Linked DNA regions of Mus musculus: regions 2 and 3 are each linked to region 1. The links are chromatin contacts, called in public Micro-C and promoter capture Hi-C maps. All regions are on one chromosome and are shown on one strand. The core of a region is the stretch at or near the end of the contact, and the rest is flanking DNA. Distances in the headings are between cores, read along the strand shown. Region 1 holds the start of Elovl5 (ELOVL family member 5, elongation of long chain fatty acids (yeast)). Region 2 overlaps Klhl31 (kelch-like 31). Region 3 has its middle 19 kb from the start of Klhl31.

What was found. Promoter capture Hi-C pulls out the DNA fragments that hold promoters and counts their contacts. Hi-C and Micro-C count contacts between places; a contact is called where the count stands out from the background.
Region 2: a contact with region 1 is called in a promoter capture Hi-C map of liver. The contact joins the enhancer-like site here to the promoter of Elovl5 in region 1. A contact is called at or near these places in 5 of 39 promoter capture datasets (cranial neural crest, hippocampal neurons, liver and 2 more), 1 of 484 Hi-C or Micro-C datasets (olfactory sensory neurons) and 3 of 115 datasets of contacts at active chromatin or transcription factors (bone marrow-derived macrophages, microglia and pancreatic cancer cells).
Region 3: a contact with region 1 is called in a Micro-C map of embryonic stem cells, with 2.2 times the contacts expected there. The contact joins the enhancer-like site here to the promoter of Elovl5 in region 1. A contact is called at or near these places in 2 of 39 promoter capture datasets (liver and pre-B cells), 3 of 484 Hi-C or Micro-C datasets (all in embryonic stem cells) and 4 of 115 datasets of contacts at active chromatin or transcription factors (embryonic stem cells and neural tube).

The regions. Positions count from the first base shown.
Region 1 is chr9:77,915,316-77,920,407 of GRCm38.p6, forward strand. It overlaps Elovl5 (ELOVL family member 5, elongation of long chain fatty acids (yeast)), which reads left to right and starts at 2,050. Exons shown (of 8, transcript NM_134255.3): 1 at 2,050-2,211.
Region 2 is chr9:77,653,567-77,658,098 of GRCm38.p6, forward strand. It overlaps Klhl31 (kelch-like 31), which reads left to right. Exons shown (of 3, transcript NM_172925.2): 3 at 1,561-4,532. The coding sequence ends at 2,293. Among named protein-coding and RNA genes, the nearest start is that of Klhl31, 19 kb to the left of the region's middle. Within about 2 kb of position 2,220, at least 158 of the 459 cell types and tissues checked have an H3K27ac peak or open chromatin away from gene starts, as enhancers often do. A contact at or near this core is called in bone marrow-derived macrophages, hippocampal neurons and liver, where this site is marked.
Region 3 is chr9:77,615,601-77,620,597 of GRCm38.p6, forward strand. No RefSeq gene overlaps it. Among named protein-coding and RNA genes, the nearest start is that of Klhl31, 19 kb to the right of the region's middle. Within about 2 kb of position 1,576, at least 19 of the 459 cell types and tissues checked have an H3K27ac peak or open chromatin away from gene starts, as enhancers often do. A contact at or near this core is called in embryonic stem cells, where this site is marked.

The DNA of each region.
Region 1 (5,092 bases), core at 800-3,299:
CGAACAGTAGCAGCTTCAGTCATTAGAATTCGGTATTATAATGAAGCTGTTAATTGCATTTTTAATTCAACTGCAGCTGCTATTGCAATAAAACAAATTGCCCAGGATATTAAATAATTCCTTCCTCAAAAGTAATACTGAAGCAGTCCTTACATACTTGGAAGTGTATTAGAGGAGATGTAGGCTCACTGATAAAAACGAAGAGCAAAGTGTCTGGGGTGGGGGGTGCTGCCATAATTTAAAAGTAAATAGAGAATAAAATTATTATTTAATAGAAAAAACACATTTTTTTATATTACCACATGAACACTACTAAAGAACTATCTCAAATCACATATGCTAGGTAAAATGGCAGGGATAGCTTCTCATGGTTCTTATAGTTCCTGAGGCCAAGAATCCAGTTCTCATGGTACCCAAAGCACTTCTCTTCCATTCCATCACTTAGTAAGCCTGGCACTGAATAGGGATTTTTTATTTGGGAAAAAAATAGCTAAGATGGGAGGTTATACAAGTTCTGTGCGTTTCTTGCAGATTTACACTTGAATTCAAAGATACTAAAATGGGGGTAGCTATGAGGCTGGTCATTTCACACCTTGTGGAGTGGAGTAAATTTAGCTGCTGTGTCAGGGAAGGTCCCGCCTGCCTCTGATTGCATATGTAAATTACACACTGGGAACCCTAGGAAGAGAAGAGTATGCCTTGCTAGTAAATAGCCTAGAGAAGAGTTAAGAATCCTGAACAGGAGGAACACGGATGGCAAGTGGAGCTGAAACAGGGATCAAACATGGCACCGCTGAGTTCATGCTTCACCCATTCAAAAAAAAAAAAAAAATGGTTAGGACTTCTTGTCATACTCCAGATTACAAAGAACTGTCGCAGATGATGCCTCGAGCCTTGTAAATGCCATTGAGGGGAGAAACAAGCTAGATTTAGTGCATTACTTGCCTACAGATCTTAGCGGTCCCTGGTATGTGAAAGCTACGAGACAATTACAATGAACACGGTGAATGCTAGGAGGCCAGGTTGCACAGATGACCACTCACATGCCACTTGAACGACACTTCCTGTATAGACAGACAGACATGCACTTATGGTTAGCACTCAGCACTGTTGCGGGGAAGGCGGTCCTTACTCAGTGTTTATAGAAATGAATGGCAACTAATTGTTATTGCTACAGCAATTTGTGAATGTTTAAATTATCTAATGTTTATAGTTTGTATATTCGTATTCCTATGACAGTGGTCTGGGTCCTGGAACATTGCTGAATATACAATAAACATTTTACTATAATTTAAAAAAAATGTTTCTACACTGAATGACTGCTTGGCTGTGTTGTGTCAGTGGGTGTAAAGCAAAGGGGGCACAACAAAAGGTTACATTTCTAACGTTTGAAGTAAGAGTTGTAGGCCTTGATTTATCAAACAGCAGCGAAAACTAGAAAGGCTCTTATGTTTGTACCTGCGTCCCTTTTAAGTCTTTGAATTTGCCCAGCTGAAAGACATTACAGTATTTCATTACAAGACTGATAATTTCGTAGAGTAGAAATATCAAAACTCCCAATAGTGTGTGATCAACCTATCCTAGAATTACGGTTGCAAAGTTCTGAGTGATTTCTGTTGCTTCAATTTGCGCAACAGCAGCTCCACCTAGGTTTTAGAACCCTTGCTAAAACCATGAAAAGGGTCCCCTTCACAATGGTGGCGAAACCCGTTAGGTGGGTGGGCACCTGCCAAAACAAAAACAAAAACAAAAAAACCACCGCCAAGCCTGCCCCTGCCCCCCGGCTGTTGGAAAGAGTTCAGGGCATCCAGAACTTCACTGTGGCTATTGCGCAGACTCTGCGTCCCACGCAGGCTTATTAGGAAGAAGCAAGAAAACTGCCCCGAGACACGTGAACCACAGGAGACCAACCCTGGCTTCCTCTGCTCACCGCATCTGATTCTGGAATTTACAATCACGAAAGTTCTATCGCCCCAGGATTGGTTCCAAGGCCGCATGACATCATAGCGCTTGATCCTGCCTCCGGGCTCGGATTGGCTGGCCGCGCCATTGTGACGTCACGGTCAGCCCACGCCGGGGTTGAAGCTGCCGGGCGCCTTCCTCTTGCATCGCGGCTGCAGCTTGCTTCTGTTCCCGCGCCCGCTTGCACATCCTCCTGCTCGCGCGGTCCTGCTGCCGTCCGGTGCTCCCCGTAGCCGCTCAGGCAGAGAGGTGAGCCGCCTGCTTCAGGAACTTGGCGGGTGCCAAGGCACTGGGGTGCGGCCAGGCTGCTGGCGCCGTGAGGTCCGGGTTGGGCGGGGGGCGGCAGGCACCGTGGCCCGGCGAGCGCGGGGCGCGGGCCGAGCGGAGCTCCGCCGGGATGGATGCTTTCGCACCTGTTCGTGGGTGGCAGCCACTTTGGCGCACTGACAGGCGCGGAGATCGCAGGGAAGGATGGCGGCGCGCTTGGATCTTCCTCCGAGCTTTCTCTGAGCGACCGTAAGGGCTGCCGAGGAGGAGTCCGCGTGGGTCCGTGCAGTACCGGGCTTTGGGGCCGCGCGCTGGCCTTTCCCTGCTTTCCTCTCCTTTGCTGCTGCCAGGGACGCCCGCTTTCCCGCGACCACTCCAGCGGGTATCTGCAGCCCAGCCTGCCCCGGGAGGGTGGAGACGCGGACGCATAGCTGCGGGTAACGGCCTGGAGTCTGCGAATCCATAAAGTGCGCTGCTCAGAGTTTTAGGGAAAGTGTCCTTTATTGTTTGCTTGCCAGCAAGCCTTCCCCTTCCCCTATCCTTGAGGTGGAGATAGTAAGGTCCAGAGAGAGTTCTTTTTAGACGATCTTGAAGCCTTCGGCACCTTTGAACTTGGCGTCCCTGCTCTAGATTACATTATGCTTATCTCCAGGCGCCTTGATTGCAAATTTGAAGGATGCATTGGATGAATTTTCGTAAGGGGAGGGGGCGATTGAAAGAATGCAACGCATGACTCCCTAGCTGGAGGATACCCGGGGAGAAGTCTGATAAGAAATTGTGGGGGAGCGAGCAGCCCTCCTCCCAAGCCTCGACTGTCTTTCTGTTTTTTTAATGTCAGGGCTGGTGGCAGGAAGTGTTTTGTACAGTTGTACAGGAGGGCCAGTGTTGTCTGTTGGTTTTGTAATTCGTTCCTCTAACCGCTTGGCAGTTATAACCTGTTGGTTTGTACTTGCAAGTCTTTGTGCTTTTGCAAAGTCTCAGGCCACAGCATTTGGGTCAAAAATCTACAGATACAGTCAGCTTTGCATTAGATGAATGCGAATGCACACCGTAGATTTTATCTATGGCTGGGCACAGGTGCATCGTTTATCTAGTCAGTCCCAGTACTGCCGGGTTTCTCTGCGAAAGCTCTGACCTTGAAAAAAAAAAAGGGGGGGGGGCTACTTTCCTTTGAGATTTTTCTCCTGATAACGTCAGTGCCAGGAACATCCACCATAGGCCATCTCCTTTTCTATTCTCTTTTTGTCTTTCAGTTTGGAACTGAAGACAGAAAGGAGGAATGTTATATACTTTCACAGAATGGAGGGTAAACTTAACCATGAATAGGAAACATGGGTGTTGGGTTTTTCAAAATAGGTAACTAGTAAGTAGTTCTTACTTGACTCGGTTTCCTTGTCAGCCAGCCGGGTCCCATGTAACTGATTTATTTATTAGGTGGTTTCAAGAGACTGTAAATGGAAGAACCCAACAGGGGGTCTGCTAAATAGTGGTTTGATAAATGTTTCCTTTTCCTTCCCTGGGATTAACAGTGTTTCTCTTGGCCAGAGCCTTAGCCTTTGGATGCCTGTTGTTCACAGAATTCTTTCCCCCAGCAGTTCCGCTAATTACTGCTTGTGCTGCTGTTAGAGGGGAAGTACTCACCTTTGTGCTAGATTTCCAACTTGAAGTCTACATACAAATCGAGGCAAAATTGCCTTGTCTTCCAGGAACTATGGCAGAGTAGAGCATATTTGTTGCCTAACAAAAAAACTCTGACACACACTAACCTTCCCAGGGGTGTGTGTGTGTGAGGTGTGTGTGTGTGTATTCTACTTTTGCCTGCCAATTCACAATATCATAGACCACTTCCTCTCAGTTGCCTGTCTTTTCCTGCATGCGTTCCCATTCAGAGGCCATTCACATGGCTGCTTTCCCCATGCCTTGTTTCTGTTTTTCCTGCTGCAGAGAGCTGAACCCAGAAGTTCACACGTGCTGAGTAAACACTGCCACTGAGCTCCTTCAATCCTGCGTCATGAACTGATGCTAAGAACAGATTTGCTAAGTGTTTCTTTCCACAAACCAGGGTCCTCTAGGGAGTCCCATTACCCATCTTTTTGTTAAAAAACCTGGAACTAGCAGCCAGGTGATAGTAGCACCTGCCTTTAGTCCCAGCACTCAGGAGGCAGAGGCAGGCAGATCTCTATGAGTTCAAGGCCAGCATGATCTACAGAGCTAGTTCCAGGGCTAGGGCTGCACAGAGAAACCTTGTCTCAAATCACCCAAACAAACAAACAAACAAACAAACCTGGAGCTAAGGCCCAGAGATGTTGACTTTCTGAAAAACACACAGCCTTATCTCCAGGATTCCAGCTTCTCACTACATCTGTCTGTTGTTGGATTGTTTGTCTAGTCAGCTACATGTCATTTATGTAATTGTGCTATTTGCTAACTTAAAATACTCTAACCATGTGCTGAACCATCTTAAACCAAACTCAGCACGTGTGAACTTCTGGGTTCAACTCTCTGAGGCAGGAAAAACAGAAACGAGGCATGGGGGAAAGCAGCCATGTGAATGGCCTCTGAATGGGAATGCATGCAGGAAAAGACAGGTAACTGAGAGGAAGTGGTCTATGGTATTGTAAGTTGGCAGGCAAAAGTAGAATACACACACACTAAACCATAGGATTAACAATTTGCTGCTTCTCAGTCTGCCTGAAGTATGTTCCTGTATTTATCCTATTCTTGATTCATTTGTTTTAAGACAGGGTCTCATTGTAGTCTAGGCCGACCTCATCTTAGGGGTTTCTGAAAGGTCAGCCCTCAACTTCTGATCCTCCTACTTCTATCTCTTAAGCACAGGGATAATAAGGTATAGGTTAACATT
Region 2 (4,532 bases), core at 970-3,469, 260 kb before region 1:
TATGTCATGGCATGGGTACAAAATGAAACATGACCAAGAAGCAGGCGTTTTAGGATACTCTTTATTGTCTCAAGTGTGTTTACCCACCACTCACCAAGACTCTGAACGAAGCATTGGAAAGATAACTCAGACTACTGTTCTTGCCAAGGACCCAAGTTTAGTTCCCAGTACCACACCAGGTGACTCACACCATCCTGTAATTCCAACACCAGGGTATAAGCACACTCTTCTAGCCTCTAAAGGCACCTGCACTCACATGCACACACCCACACACACACAGACACATACACACACAAACATAATAAATATAATTCTATATTCATATATGCATGTGATATATCAATATAATTAGTATATTATATAATTTATCTCTATATATTTTATATTTATATGTATAAGTATATTATTTAAAAAAAAATCCAAGCAATTGATTTTCAGACTTTTTATTCCTTCTTGGTTCTGGGCCTTGAACCCGGTGCCTTGCCTATGTGAAACAAGTGCTCTACCTCCAAGCCACAGCTTCAGACCAGCGCTTTTTTCTTATCTATAACTACACTTCTGATTTTATTTGGGACAAGGGTGAACTCTCTTGACAGAACTTCTGAACTCTGTGAACAAGGGTCCATGTAGTCACTGGCTCTGCCTACTTCCCCGAATTCAGCTGGGTTTCTTGACATTTAATACTCAAGCTAGTTTTCTTTGAAAACAAACAAACAAACAAACAAAAACAAAAAAACCTTTATATGTGGAAAATATTACAGCAATAAAAATAAATAAAAATAAAATAAAATAAATCTATAAACTGGAACTTTTACCAGTAGGAAACTATTAAGAGAGATCCATCCTTTGTTGACGCTTTTCCACATAATTCCATTGGTCTCTCTCTAACAGGTTCAGAGGTGTGGCTTAGCTTTCTAGCAGTGCAATGAATGGCCAAGGCCAGTGAGAACCTTTTAAGAGAAGAAATCTAATCAGGCAATGCCTATTAAGAGCTAGGGATATTGGTGTCTGAAAAATGAGTAGAATTACCTTTTTTTAATTTAACATTTTTATACATTTAATAAGATAATATCACATAAAATAATAGGATAGGCACAAACTAAGAAAGTAAAAAAACAAAAAACAAAAAAACCAAAAAACAGGACAAGTATCATTGCTATTTTTGTTTACAGGACGGAGTCAGAAATTAAGATGACTAGGGAATTGCCTTTAATGTACAGGTTCCCTCTTACGCCCAGTTCCTCTCCTGTGGCCCATTAAATCCGGGGACAGAACGGGGTGGGGGGAATTGTAAGAGCGAAGAGATTTCGGTGGGATCTTCTTGTTATTTGGTTTGGTTGTTTGAGGGTATAGCTAAAGGAACTATCTTCTGAATGGGGAGAGAGGGGAGTATCCCCCTTTTTTTTTTCTAAATGAGACGGGGTGGGGTGGGGGGAGGCAGAACCCTACCTGTAGCAGGGTGGGGAAGTTAGAGGCGGGGCTGAATTGGGGCTCTTCCCTGCAGGAGGTGGGGACAAGATCACGATTCCCTCTTCTGCAACAACGGTTCTCTCATCTCAGGTACGATCCCCGCTTCAACACCTGGATTCACTTGGGCAGCATGAACCAGAAGCGCACGCACTTCAGCCTGAGCGTGTTCAACGGGCTGCTGTACGCGGTGGGCGGCCGTAACTCCGAGGGCAGCCTGGCTTCGCTGGAGTGCTACGTGCCCTCCACCAACCAATGGCAGCCCAAAGCGCCGCTCGAGGTGGCGCGCTGCTGCCACGCCAGCGCCGTGGCCGACGGCCGCGTGATCGTGACCGGCGGCTACATCGGCAGTGCGTACTCGCGCTCCGTGTGCGCCTACGACCCCGCGCTCGACGCGTGGCAGGAGCTGCCCCAGCTGAGCACGCCCCGAGGCTGGCACTGCGCGGTGGCGCTGGGCGACAGGCTGTACGTGATGGGGGGCAGCCAGCTGGGGCCGCGCGGGGAGCGCGTGGACGTGCTCACGGTGGAGAGCTTCAGTCCCGCAGCGCGCCAGTGGAGCTTCGTGGCGCCGCTGCCCGTGGGCGTGAGCACGGCGGGTGTCTCGGCGCTGCACGGGCGAGCCTACCTGCTGGGCGGCTGGAACGAGGGCGAGAAGAAGTACAAGAAATGCATCCAGTGCTTCAACCCCGAGCTCAACGAGTGGACGGAGGACGACGAGCTGCCCGAGGCCACCGTGGGCGTGTCCTGCTGCACGCTGGCCATGCCCAACAGCGTGTCCCGAGAGTCACGGGCCAGCTCGGTGTCCTCCGTGCCGGTCAGTATCTGAACGCATTGCTTCCCAATGTGGTCAAACTGTGAGTGGGCCACCAGGAAAATATACACCATTTACTACAGTGACGGTGGTTCAAATCGATCCAGAGGAGTGCCTGGACCGCTTTAAATTCTTAGTTTAGCACCATCTACCTCAGTCTTTCCCTCCAAAAAAAAAAAAATAATAAAGGGCTGTAGCCAACAAAAGAAGCAATTTCATTATGCAGCCACTGGGTGGCCACTAGAGTTTGTTACAGGCACTCTTGCAAGGAGGCTCGCTTCCTAAATTCATAGCAGTTACACACACGCTGAGATTTTCCCACGGTGTACACGTGAAACCTACTCGTCTATACAATTTCCTATCCAAAGGAGTATTTTCCTCTCTGTTTCTTTGAAGGAAGTTGAAAATACCCACTTCACATTTGCAAATGAAAATAGTCTACATCTATAAAGATTTAATTCTATATTTCAACAGAAAATTATTCTTTGTCCCTACTTGACTGGAAAGAACTTTTAAAAAGATCTCATGACATAGCCACAAAGCTTTTAACAGGATGTGGCTGGAAAGCTATACATTCTACCTAGGAAACGACAAGGTGGCAGTTTGGGGTTAACGGTGTATACCCCCTCATTCTGTCCTTGAAGCTTCTGCCATTTTCTAACATAAAATCCTACTCTCAGAAAAGGAACAGTTTCCTGTCATTTAATTTATAGTGTAAATTCAAATCATTTGGCATTTTTCTTAGAAATATTTCCACTTGTATCTCTAATCCTTATATGGACAGAGTTGTTTTTTTTTTCTTTTTTTTTTTTTTTTTTTTTTTTCCTTTTTTCTGGATGGGCCTGGTACACACTAGTACTCTACCCGGGAGCTAACTACATATCCAGTCTTCGCTTTATTTTAATATTTGAGACATGGTTTCATTAAGTAGACCAGGCTAGCCTCAAACTCCCAGTGCCTCCTGAGTGATGGGATTAAAGGTGTGTGCCACCACTCACAGCCCTCTTTCTTATTTTAAAGTAGGATTTTACTAGGTTGCCAGGCTGCTCCTCCTGCTTCAGCATCCCCAGTAGGCTGGAATTACAGGCGTGTACCATCGGGTACAGCTTTATCTTACTCAGGTATGGTCAAATTGCCTCTAACATTAGCCCGAATAATCACCAAATCACACTATGTTCTTGGATGAATATCATTAACTGCAGCTTAGCCTTTGGCTGTACAGCCAATAGCAGTAATTTTACTGACCCCTCGTTCACGTGGAGATGATGAAGGAAATATTTGGGGTTCTCGGACTTGGCAATTACCAGATGAATAGATGGGTTCCTCACTGAGGAGTGCTGATAGCTAACTTAAAATATTAACCCCCAAAATAATGCTCTTTATGATTTACTTTTGTTAATACCACTTTGCAAATCAAACTGTATCTATTTGGTTGGTTGGTTGGATCTTTTCTTTTCTTTTCTCTTCTTTTCTTTTCTTTCCTTTTCTTTTCTTTTCTTTTCTCTTCTTTCTTTTTCTTTTTTCCTTTTTCTTTTCTTTTCTTTTTTTTTTTAGACAGGGTCTCACTATGTAGCTCTGGCTGCCCTAGAACTCATTTAGGTAGACCAAGCTGGTCTCAGACTCAGTAAGATCTGTCTCTGCCTCCCGAGTGCTGAAATTAAAGGCTTATGTCATCCTGCCTTGCAACGTGTATTTTCCTGCTACCATTTCCTTGAGTTATCTGCCAAGTTTGGAAGAAAGGGGAAGAACTGTAGTAAATGATGGATATTTTCCTTTAATATATCAGTTTATCTTCATAGTATATTTGTTTGGGGAAGGAAATGCCTATCATCCATGCCTTCTGTACAACTAGAGAATTTGGAGGGATGGAGAGGCATCTGGAACTGTATCTTGGTTATTACCAATCCCAGCCTTTCCTATTACATGTGTGTTGTAGCTGTCATGGTCATGTCTAAAGCCCAGTCCCCTTGTCTGTGGGTTAACACATCTGTAGGTGCAGCTAGACCCAAGATGAAGATATTTGAAAAAAAAATTGCATAGCAAACATGTACCAAATATTTTCTCCCCCCCCCCAGCAATACAGCACAACAGTTTGCATAGCAATTGCATTGTATTAGATATTATAATACCCTAGAAACAATATAACTTATAGAAGAAGATGTGAGCAGGGTGTATGTAAATAGTACATGCCACTTTGTAGATGGGACGTGAGTGTCACAGACACTGTATCCCAGCAGGGGATGGGGCATGTCCT
Region 3 (4,997 bases), core at 326-2,825, 300 kb before region 1:
AGCCATTAGAGCCCACTGAAGGTGGAAACTCCTAGGTAAGACATTGGATTGTGGGCTCATAAACACAGCCAGGGTTGTATTACAGCCTGGGCTAGGAGTCAGATTGTACTGTGCTAATCAACAGAGTCTCAGGAACCAAATGTTTTCAGGTGAGTCCAAAAACTTGGACACTGACCCTATTTTTAAAACTCTGGTCTATTCTGAAAGAGATTTAAATTGTGTCCCTCAGATACTGAGAACTTTGCTGTATGTAAAACCACCCAAGAAAGCTACATTTAAGCCATCGGGTTACTGGCGATCTTGCATGTTTAGCCCAGTCTCTATGGTGACACACAGCCATGAATTTAACCCCCAAACGTCTCCACAGTTCTTACACTACTTATTCCCCTTGCTAATACACTTCAGCTTTGACTCCTTCTCCCTTGGTACCTCAAAATAGTCAACCATGCAAACCATTTGTTCCCTCAGATCTATTTTTAGAGTGGCCTTCCTTTGGGCAGGGCCAATAGAACAGGTGCAAGAGCTGCTGTTTAGTGCATCTGAACCTGAAAAATAAAACAAAACCCATATATTTGAGAGACTCGGAGACCAGCTCAGAACTGTTCTTACACAGCTCTTAGCAGGTGACCTCAGAGGGTGCCAAGAGGGCACTGTGTTTAGGGATCATCCCAATGACAATAAAATGAAGAATTTATTTCTGCATAGTCCTGACTTCCCTCACAGAGAATTCAAGGGCTGGTTGAATTCTTAAGGAGTTCGCAGGGTCAGCCAGAGTGACAGGAAATAAAACCTTAATGTCTTTCTATTTTATTTACTATTTTATGCAGCAGTAAGATTTTAAAGAACTTTTACCTCATCCTGCCAACAACCTGGTGAAGGACACCACACCGTTAGGAAAACAAGAAGAGAAATAGTTACCAAGGCCCTCAGGGATATCCAAAAATCAAAAAGTTTATTTCTTCTTTTCTAGTCGGAGACTCGGTGGATTAAACTTAAATACCAGTTAGATAGAAGGCTGCAGAGGAGAATGGGAGGCAGCCTATGTTTCCCTTGTGTGAATTCAATTCAGCTACCTGTGTCTGTATACCACACCCGCACACCCCAGCTTGAGTTTCTAAGTTGCAGAATAGAGGGAAGTAGCGGCTCTGGAGTCAGGAAGATAAGTCTTCATGGCTTCTTGCTTTATAAGTGATAGGAACATCTTGTCAGAGTCCATGCTAAGCTAATTTTTAACCTCAGCTTAAAAGTCTTTAAGCTCACCACATTTCTCCCCAAGAGTAACTCAAGCGTTGAGAATCTGTTTTACATAATGTGACCTCAGGTTATATTAAAATACCTTAGACTCACCCCTCAGTGATGTCAGGGGCTGGCTTTTCAAATGCTGAACTCATCCATGTGTCTCCTCGCTGTTGGTGATCTCACACTGATTGTGATGTTGATTTGGAGCAGTGAGCTAAAGGCCCTGACTTAAGGTTGTAGTCTTCCCTGAAGAACACGGAGGTACCAGATGCACAGTTCAAGTGTAGTGCGTCTTTCCTGAGTTTATTGCCAGTTCCTTACTTCACACCTTCATCTTGGTGTGTTCTCAGCAGGGATCAGTGAAAGCACTGTCAGGTTTGTGGTCTTGTTAGTTACTCTGGGTGTGTCGGGCAGAGTAAAAATCTTGCTTTCTACTTACTGTCCCCCTCCTGAGAGCCACCATCTGTTCTAGGTCAGATCATCCATTCAGGAGTACCTGTAGTGAATATTTTTAGACAATGCTTGTCATGAACTATAAGTAGGGATGACCAGAAGAGAAACTAAAGACAGTTTACTAGACTGAGAGTGGTGGCCCAGGCCCACAGTCAGAGCATGCAGAAGGCTGAGGGCCAGGCCTTGGCTACATAGCAAAGTCAGCCAACATGGGCTACATAAAAAGACATTGTGCCAAAAACTTAAATAAATTATATATTTACTGATGTTTCCATCCTTCTACTACTCTGAACAATACTGTATAGAAATGTAATAATTACTTATATTGTTGAAAAACAGTAGTGTTTATTATATCAGTGTTGCTTAAGTCAATCCATAATGTCAGTTTTTATCACTCTTTTAGCTACTTTAAAACCTTCAAGGCTAACACCACATTTCTCATGAAATGTTTATGAAGCAACATCTGGGGACAAGCAACCAGGAGTACGGTGTGACTAGAACATGACCCTCCCCCGACAGGGCTCACAAAGCGGCCCAGAAAACAGAAGCTGTACTTATAGCATAAGCAGGATGAAGTGCTGAAGGAGAGGAGCAGATAATAACGACATGGGAGTTATTCCAAAGGACCAATGACCACGCCTGGGAGTGTGTGTGTGTGTGTGTGTGTGTATGTGTGTGTGTGGTGCCTTGGAGGTATCCCAACAAGCGCTTGATAGTGGAGAGAATTTGGTGTGTACAGAGAGGACCTGGTAGGGAGACTTGGAAGCATGGAAGCAGAGAATTGCATGGCTGTGTTCAGGTCACAGGAAGAAAGATGCATGGTTTCACCAACACAAGGACACTTAGGTCAAGAGGAGATAAAGAGTTAGATCCTGCTCAGTTACAGGCGGTAAGTCCCAATATTATTACATGAGAAAATTGATTTGTGTACCCTCTAAAGAGCCTGATGGGGTAATACTATCATTATCTCCAGTACATAAATAAGGAAACATGCATAAAAGTTAATCTATCCTGCTCCCTAGTTAGATTCATATTGGAAGCAGGCAGGACGCATGTTCCTGAATCTTTGGGGTAATTTAGCACTATCTATAAACCCTGTTGAGTCCTCTGACATTAACAAGGCTGTGTTTGCTTTAGTATGTTTGCTGATAGCCCTGGGTCAATCCTAACACTGCATGGAAACACACTGAAACAACATTTGAGAGTCAGATTTGCACGTCTGGAAGCTAATAATGCATCATACCACATGAGGATATTATATGACTGTATCACTTGCAGGCATAAGCATCACCCTGTCCAAACTGCAATGTTGCAAGATCACATTGCTTAACACGGTTGCCCAGACAGTGATTTGTGACTCCCAAACAGATCTGTAAACAGCAAGATCTCTAGAGGTATCTTGTTTAATTGATTCATTTAATTAAATACTATTTTCATAATCCTTTCCAGTAGTTTTGTTAGTATATCTTTTTTTCTTTGAAATTGCACTATATTTATATTTTTATGAAATATTTTCTTCATTTATATTTCAAATGCTATCCCAAAAGTCCCCTATACCCTACCCCCACCCTGCTTCCTTACCCACCCACTCTCACTTCCTGACCCTGGCATTCCCCTGTACTGGAGTATATAATCTTCACAGACAAAGGCCTCTTATCCCATTGATGGCCGACTAGGCCATCCTCTGCTACATATGCAACTAGAGACACAAGCTCTGGGGGATACTGGTTAGTTCATATTGTTGTTCCTCCTATAGGGTTGCAGACCCCTTTAGCTCCTTGGGTACTTTCTCTAGCTCCTTCATTGGGGGCCCTGTGTTCCATCCAATAGATGACTGTGAGCATCCACTTCTGTATATGCCAGGCACTGGCATAGCCTCACAAGAGATAGCTATATCAGGGTCCTGTCAGCAAAATCTTGCTGGAAATATGCAGTAGTGTCTGGGTTTGGTGGTTGTTTATGGGATGGATCCCCAGGTGGAGCAGTCTCTGGATGGTCCTTCCTTTAGTCTCAGCTCTGAACTTTGTCTCTGTAACTCCTTCCATGGGTATTTTGTTCCCCATTCTAAGAAGGAACGAAGTATCCACACTTTGGTCTTCCTTCTTCTTGAGTTTCATGTGTTTTGCAAATTGTACCTTGGGTATTGTTAGTATATCTTAAGTGTGTAGTGTAAAGGGTTTCATTTCTTTTCCATTCACCCATATAATATGCTTTTTGGTCCCTTTCACCTCTTCTGTTAACCCTTTCTTCTTCTTCATTCCAGTCTTAGTCAGTGTTCTATTGTTGTGAAGAGACACAATGACCAGATCTTATAAAGGAAAGCATTTAAATGAGACTGGCTTACAGTTTTTAGAGGTTTAGTTCATTATCATCATGGTGGGAAGTATGGCAGCACATAGGCAGACATTTTGCTAGAGATAAACTAAGATTTCTATACCCAGATCTTCAAGCCAGAGGAAGAGAGAGCCACCGAGCAAGGCATGGACTTTTGAAACCTCAAAGCCCACCCCTCAGTGACACACTTTCTCCAACAAGTTTATACCTCCTAATCCTTTCAAATACCGCCACGCCCTAAGCATTTATATTTATGACCCTAGGGGAGCCATTCTCATTCAAACCACCACAATCCTCACGCCCGTCTATCCTTTATTTCTCCTTACTCCCATGTAAAACATGTATTACTTGTCTTTGCATGACTAGCTCATTTCACTTCCCATGATGACTTCCATTCCCAGTGTTTGGGCTGGTGTGGCAGAGAATCCAGAGTGTTTGGTGCTCCTACTGTGAAATAAATGACTTAGATCAGGATATGTAGGAAGAAAACAAAATTCCAAACGATGCAGAGCGTTTCAATAAAGGGAGAGGGGTCAGATTCCAGGGGATAAGTTCAGTAACGTTATAATTTATTTATTTTTATTTAAGGTACATTAGTGTCTTGCCTGCATGTATGTCTATATGACGGTGTTGGATCCCCTGGAACAGGTGTTACGGAGAGTGGTGAGATGCCATGTGGGTGTTGGGAATTATTTTAGGCCCAGATAGTGATCTCACAGACCACAGAGTCCACCAGGAGTCCAACTTGTATGCAAAAGCAAAGAGTCTTTATTCAAGCTCGAGCTCAGACCCTCCAACCTCTCCAGCACAGTGGAAGGTGAGGAAGGGTCCTGAGCTGGTACAAGCCTTGCCCATTTATCATGGAAGCAAGGTGAGGGGCTTTCCAACTTGGCAGTTACATAATTGGTTGACATTTGCTTGGTGCACTTCTATTGGCTAGTAATGATTTCAGCTCAGTATGAACAATGATT